Linked DNA regions of Anser cygnoides: region 1 is linked to region 2. Evidence: chromatin contacts called from public Hi-C data. All regions are on one chromosome and are shown on one strand. The core of a region is the stretch at or near the end of the contact, and the rest is flanking DNA. Distances in the headings are between cores, read along the strand shown. Region 1 holds the start of LOC106049849 (complement C4-like). Region 2 holds the start of BRD2 (bromodomain containing 2).

The links. A called contact is a pair of places that touch in the nucleus more often than the background predicts.
Region 1: a contact with region 2 is called in a Hi-C map of liver, with 15 times the contacts expected there. The contact joins the promoter of LOC106049849 here to the promoter of BRD2 in region 2. A contact is called at or near these places in 2 of 7 Hi-C or Micro-C datasets (both in liver).

What each region holds. Positions count from the first base shown.
Region 1 is chr35:1,024,765-1,028,341 of Taihu_goose_T2T_genome, forward strand. LOC106049849 (complement C4-like) reads left to right here and starts at 1,917. Exons shown (of 41, transcript XM_048056124.2): 1 at 1,917-1,996; 2 at 2,442-2,631; 3 at 3,206-3,392. The coding sequence starts at 1,917.
Region 2 is chr35:852,578-855,948 of Taihu_goose_T2T_genome, forward strand. It overlaps BRD2 (bromodomain containing 2), which reads right to left and starts at 2,104. Exons shown (of 12, transcript XM_066986675.1): 1 at 1,964-2,104.

The DNA.
Region 1 (3,577 bases), core at 667-3,166, 170 kb after region 2:
CACTTGTCTCTTATTACTACATTCACATGTTAGTACAATCCTTTAACTTCTAATCAGTTATTAGAATTAGAATTAGAATTAGAATTAGAATTAGAATTAGAATTAGAATTAGAGTTAGAGTTAGAGTTAGAGTTAGAATTAGAATTAGAGTTAGAATTAGAATTAGAATTAGAATTAGAATTAGAATTAGAATTAGAATTAGAATTAGAATTAGAATTAGAATTAGAATTAGAATTAGAATTAGAATTAGAATTAGAATTAGAATTAGAATTAGAATTAGAATTAGAATTAGAATTAGAATTAGAATTAGTTAGTACAATCCTCTAACTTCTAATTAGCGTACGGCTGACTTGACAAAATCATTCTGCACGTCCTCAGAGGGGAAGGATCTCTTGTTGGGCTGGGGTCTCCCAGCCAATGATATTTTCTTTCTATTATAATGAGGATAGTTCATGGATAGTTCACTTTAATATCTTTAGTTTTCAGCCAATTATTTTAACACAGCGAGCTGAGCCCCCCCCTCCCCCTCCTCCCCTCCCAACCCAAGCTCCGTAGGGCTCCAGCCTGAACCCCCGGTCCTGCACCATACCCGTGATTGACTTTTTGGATCCTCTGTTTCTGCCTGTGAGAGAGGAGCAGCACTGAGCCCCGGCCCAGGAGCTGACAGAGGAGCCTCATCAGCGCCCGAAGTGGAGGATGGCACCACTGTGCTGGGTGCCCGAAGAAATAACCAGAGCCCCAAGATTGCCCCAGTGCCAGGCAGAGGCTGGGGACATCAGCACCAGCCACATGTCACGGCCAGTCTGGGGGCCTCCCAAAGGTGCCCCAGCTCCTCATACAGCCCCTCCAGCCCCTGCCTTCCTCCCGCACCCCTCTGCCTCTCCCGCCCAGGGACTTTACCCTGCTTGCTCTTCCAGACAGCGAATCCGACCAGGGCAGCGATGACAGACGTGATGGTGACGGCCACCCCCGCCACGATGGGGATCAGATTGGACTGTGGCTCTGGGGGAAATTAGGGCCATCAGGAGGGGAAAGGGGCACCCCAGAACACCCCAGCCCCACGCGCCTCATGCTGCTGGGCTCAGGACCAGGACTCCCAGCAGCAGCAGCCCCACCCCCGTTGCCCCCCCGTGGGCACCGTGGAAATTTCGTCTTCGAATGGCAGCTGGAAGCTCTCCTGACGTCACCGGTTGCTGGACAGATCCCGGTCCCGAGCATTGCGAGACGCAATCTGCCCTTAGTGGAGCCGTGTTGGCTGTCACCAATCACCTCTATGACCTCCATCAGCCTTGGCTAATTTCCAGGAGAATCTGCTCTGCTATTTGGCTGGGCACAAAGGTGAGACTGACTGGCTTGTAGTTCCCTGGGTCTTCTTTTTTTTTTTTTTTTCCTTTTTAAAAATGGGTGTTATGTTTCCCCTCTTCCAGTCAGTGGAAATTTCATTGGGCTGCCACAGCTTCTCGATTATAGTGGGCAGTGGCTGAGCAGATATATTCAACAGTTTCTTCAAGACTCACAAATGTATCTCATCAGGTCCCACGGCCTTGTGCACCTTTAGTTTCTTTAGATGGTCTAGAACCTGAGCTTCTCCCCATTGCACCTCACAGAACCCATGGGACACCCATTTCCCCCCTTGCCCATAGATTCCTCATTTTCCCCCTGCCTCCTAGGGTCCCATACCCTCCAGAGCCCCGTAGCCCCCCCCCCCCCCCCACTGCCCCATAGACACTCATATCCCATTTCCCCACAGCACCCTCCCCTTCTGTTTCCCCTCATCCACGTGGATCCTTGATCAGGGTCGATGCCCTTGGGGCCTGTGGGTGAACCTAGACATCCGCCCCCCCCCCAGTTAATGATTGACCCTCACTCCAGTGTCTTTGTGTCCCTGGCCCTGGCAGCCTCACAACATCAGTGCCATGGGGTCTTGCTGGGCCTTTGGCCTCCTCCTCCTCCTCTCCTTCCTGCCACTGATGGAGGGCAATGCCCAGGACCCTGAGTATGGGGCTATGAGGCACCTATGGGACTGGGAGGGTGGGCTATGGGGTTGGGGGTGACTGTGGGGCATCTGCGGGGCTGGTGGGGACTATGAAGGCCCTACAAGGTCTGTGAGAGACTACAGGGCAGCTATGGGGCTGGGGAGGCTGTGGGACTGGGAGCAACTATGGGGCAGCTATGGGGTTCGGGTGCTATGGAGCCCTGTGGGAATGGTGGGGGATTACTGTGCACCTGTGTGGCTGGGGGGGGGGGGGGGGTTACAGGTCTGGGGCTGTATGGGGTTCCAATGGGATCTGGGAGGGGTTATGGACCTCTATGGGGACTGTGGCATCAGGGTGCTTATGGGGTCTGTGAGGGACGGTGGGACAACTACCTGTGGGACAGGGGGGGCTAAGAAGCAGCTCTGGGGCTGGTGGCAGCCATGGGTCAGGCAATGCCTCCCCCAGGCTTGTGCTGGTGGCCCCTCGGCGTGCGGCTCTTGGGGCACCCCTGGGGCTGCTGGTGGCAGCTGTGGGGCCGGTGACCGGGACAGTGACAGCGTGGCCTGAAGGCAGCCGTGGGGCAGGGCCCTGTGCACCCCCGACCCCCTTCTCCCTTGCATCCCACAATGACTTCAACCAGCTCCTGCACATTGAGGTACTGGGACATGGGGGCACTGGGGGCATGGGGGCACTAGGGGACATCCTTGTGGAGCATAAGGACTCTGGGACATTGCTACGGGGTAGCGGGATTGAGGACACCCTCACGGCACACAGGGACACAAAAATGTCCCTGTGGGCTGTGGGGACACAAGGACACGTGCCCCTACATCCTTTGGGTCTCCCCTTCCCATGTCACCCTACACCTCTTCCCTGGAGCCCCCATGCCTCCAGTGTCCCCCCTGCCCCTCAATGTCTCCTGTGTCCCCCATGTCCCTCCCCATTCCCCATGTTTCTGCCATGTCCCTCAGTGCCCCCCTATGTCCCCCTGTGTCCAACCATGTCCCCCATGTTCCCCCTGATGTCCCAATTCCCCCCATGTCTCCATTTCCCTCTATGTCCCCATGTCCCCCCCATGCTCCCCTATGTCTCCTGTGTCCCCAATGTCCCTCCCTATCTTTTATGTCCCCCCATATCCCTCCATATCCCCCCTGCCATGTCCCCATTTTCCCCCTGTCCCCATCTTCCCTGCATCCCTCCATGTCTCCCCAGTGTCCCCATGTCCTCTGCAGGTCACCGCAGTGCAGGCCGAGCGCTGTGGGGTGCTGCGGGGGGCTGGGGGCCGGGTGCTGCTCCTGGAGGCCCAGAGTGCCCAGCTGCCTCCCCCTGGCACCCGGCTGGTGCGGGTGGCCCTGGGGGGGTCCCGGGGACACCTCATCATCCAGACCGACAAACCCCTCTACGCCCCCCGCCAGACAGGTGAGCCCCTGCCCACCAGATCCATCACAGATCTACCCACATCCCCCCCCCTGCAATTCACCCTGAATGCCCCAAACCCCTAAATCCATCCCCAATCCATCCCGAATTCCACCCTCAATCCCCCAGATCCACTCCAATCCAACTGGCCCAAATCCACCCAATTTTCCAAATCCCTCCCAAATCCT
Region 2 (3,371 bases), core at 854-3,353:
CGGGCGCGGAGAAAATGGCGGCGGGGCCGAGAAGGGGGGGGGGGGGAAGGGACCGGGGAAAGGGACCGGGGAGGGGGGGGGGGGGGCCGCCTCTTGGGCGCCGCCGGCGGGCCCCGAGTCCTGCGCGACGCCGTCAATACAGGCCCGGAGGTGTCGCTGGGAGCCGGAGGAATCCTCGGAGGCCGGCGGTCGGGCTCGGCGAGGCGGGCCGGGGGTCGGATGGCGGCGGATGGCGGCGGGGCTTCAGCGGCCGGGCTCCATCTTGGCTCCCTGAAGGGAGGAGGGCGGGAGCGCGGGGGGTGGGGGTGGGGGGAGGGCCCCCCTCGCCGCTGGCCGCAGGCAGGGGTCGCTACGGAGGCCGGGGAGGGTCCGGCGGAGCCCTCCGGGAGCGCGGAGGCGGGGGCTGGGCCGCCCGGCGGAGGATGGATCCGGTTTGGGGCCGCCCCCCGCGCGCACCGGGCCCGACCCGCTCCGTCCTTCGTCCCCGCGAAATGGCGCCTCTCGGCCTGCCCCCGGCCGCCCTTATATAGACACCAGCCGGCCCCTCATTGGGCGGCGGCGGCGCTGACATCACCCCCCCGCCCCTGCCCGCCCCGCCGCGGCCTCATTGGGCGGAAGCGTTCGTGGCGCGGCTCTCCCATTGGCCGCCCGGCGCGTCGCTCACTCGGCGCCGCGCTCCCCCGCCCTTCCGCCCGGCGCCCGCAGCCGACAGAGCTCGGCGGCGCCGCCGCCCATTGGCCGCCGCTGCCATTCGTTGCGGCGCCATTGGCTGGCGGGTCACGTGGGGGCGGCGCCCGCCGTTGGCTGTTGTTGTCGCGCGCCCGGCCGGCGAAGGAGGAGGGGGGGGGGGGGGGGGGGGAGGGGGAAGGGAGGGGGCGGCGGCCATTTTGTGCGGCGGCGGCGGACAATGAGCGCGGCCGGGCCCGGCGCTCCGCCGCCCCCGGCCCCGCCGCCCGCAGCCCCCACGGGATCCCCACGGGACCCCCAGGGCTCCACGGGGCCGGCTCCCACCCGCGGCCCCCACGCGGAGCCCGAGGGGTGCCGGTGACCCCCCCTATAAGCGGGGCTCGGTGCCCGGGGGCTGCCCGCAGCCCTGAGGGGAGCCCACGCGGCTCCGTGACACGCGTGGGGGGGGCTCCCTCACCCCCCCTAAGGCCAGCCGGGGGGGGGGGTGCCCGCCCCGGCTCCACGCTGCTCAGCCCGGCCCCAGCACCCCCACGGCAGCTTCGGGACCCCCACGGCGACCTCAACCCCCCCCCCCCCCCCCCCCCCGCAGACCTCCATGGCAGCCTCGGGACCCCCACGGCGAACACGAGACCCCCCACGCAAACCTCGGCACCCCCCCCCGGCCGAGGCCCTCACCCCCCTCGCGGGGTGCGCAGCCCCAGCCCCAGCCGCTCCCGGTTCCCCCTCCTTGCCCCCGGTTCCCCCTCGAAAGATTTTTTTTTAGGGGGGGGACCCCACGGCGGTCCCGGACACGCGTGGGCAGCGGGGAGACCCCCGCTGGCATCCTGCAGCGTGGTGGTGGCGCTGGTGGGGGGGGGCTCGAAAGGGACCGAGGAGAAGGGACCGGGTAAAGGGGACCCCCCCCCCCCCCCGCAGCCGCCACGCCGTGACACAGCACTTTGGGCCCCGCGGGCCCTGCCCGCCGCCGCCCCCGCGCGAACACCCAAACATGGCGCTTTTCGCCCCAAACCGCCGCGCACGGAGCCGCCCCGCGCCGCCCCCCCCCACCCGCGCCGCCTGCCCGTCACCGCCGCCCGCGCCTCCCATTGGCCGCCGGGCCCGGCGGCGGCGGGGGGGGCGGGACTTCGGTTTGATTGACGGCGCCGCCCCACGTGGCCGCCTCCTCCCCCCCCCCCCGCGGGTGGGTTTTATGGGGGAAAAAAATAAAAAAAAAATTAAAAAAAAAAAGAAAAAGGGGGGGGTGAGGTCACACCCCCCCCCCCCCCCCGGCACTCACCTGAGCAGCCCCCGAGCGGGGCCGCGCCCCCCGGTCCCGGCCCGTCGTCATCCGCCCTGCCCGGCCCCCCCAAAAGCCCCGGTTTGGGGCAAAAAAAGAAAAAAAACATCCCAGGGCAGAAAAAGGGAGCCACGCGCTACGTCACCCGCGCCGCGATTGGCTCCCCGCCGTCACGTGGCGCCCCCGCGGCTCTCACGGCCCCATTCATGCCCCCCCCGTCCCCCTCCGCCCTGGGGTGGGGGGGCCGCGGGGCTCCGCGGGGTCCTAGCGCCGACCCCCGCCCCCCCCCCCCCCCCCGGGGAGGAGGGGGGGGAAGGGAGGGGGGCGCATGCGCCGTGCGGGCCCTCTGCAGCGGCCACCCCCTGGGGAGGGGGGGCGGGGGGGGGGGAGTGGTGCTCGGGGGGGGCAGAACGGGGCGGGGGGGGCACCTATAGGTGCGTCCGGCGTTGCAAGGGTGCTCCTATGGGGGGGGTGCACGGCATTGCAAGGGTGCACGGCGTTGCAAGGGTGCACGTTTGGGGGTGCACGGCGTTGCAAGGGTGCACCGATGGGGGTGCACGGCATGGCGAGGGTGCAGCGTGGGGGTGCACGGCATTGCAAGCGTGCGCGGCCTTGCAAGGGTGCACATGTGGGGGTGCACGGCCTTGCAAGGGGTGCCCACGTTGCAAGGGTGCACCTATGGGGATGCATGACACCGCAAGGGTGCACCTAATGGCGGTGCCCGGTGTTGCAAGGGGTGCCCGACATTGCAAGGGTGCGCTTAGGGGGATGCCCCATATTGTAAGGGTGGTGCTATGGGGGTGCAAGGCATTGCAAGGGGTGCTCGGTGTTGCAAGGGTGCACCTACGGGGGTGCATGGCGTTGCAAGGGTGCGCTTAGGGGGATGCCCCTTATTGTAAGGGTGGAGCTATAGGGGTGCAAAGCACTGCTTGGTGTTGCAAGGGTGCACTTATGGGGGTCCATAGCATTGCAAGGGTGCCCCTATTTGGGGCATTAAATTAATGAAGGGTGCACCTGCGGGGGTGCGCAGCATTGCAAGGGGTGCCCAGCGTTGCAAGGGCGCACGTATGGAGTTCCACATACTTGCAAGGGGTGCCTGACATTGCAAGGGTGCGCTTAGGGGGGTGCCCCATATTGCAAGGGTGCCCCAGTGGGGGTGCATGGCACGGTGAGGGTGCATGAATGGAAAAGCACGGTGCTGCAAAGGGTGCCCGGCATTGCAAGGGTGCACCGGTGGGGGGGTGCACGGTCTTGCAAGGGTGTACGAATGGAGACGCGGGGCGTTGCAAAGCATGCCCGGCATTGCAAAGCGTGCCCGACGTTGCAAGGGTGCACCCGTGGGGGTGCGTGGCATTGCGAGGGTGCGCTTAGGGGGTGCACGGCGTTGCGAGGGTGCACCCAGGGGGGT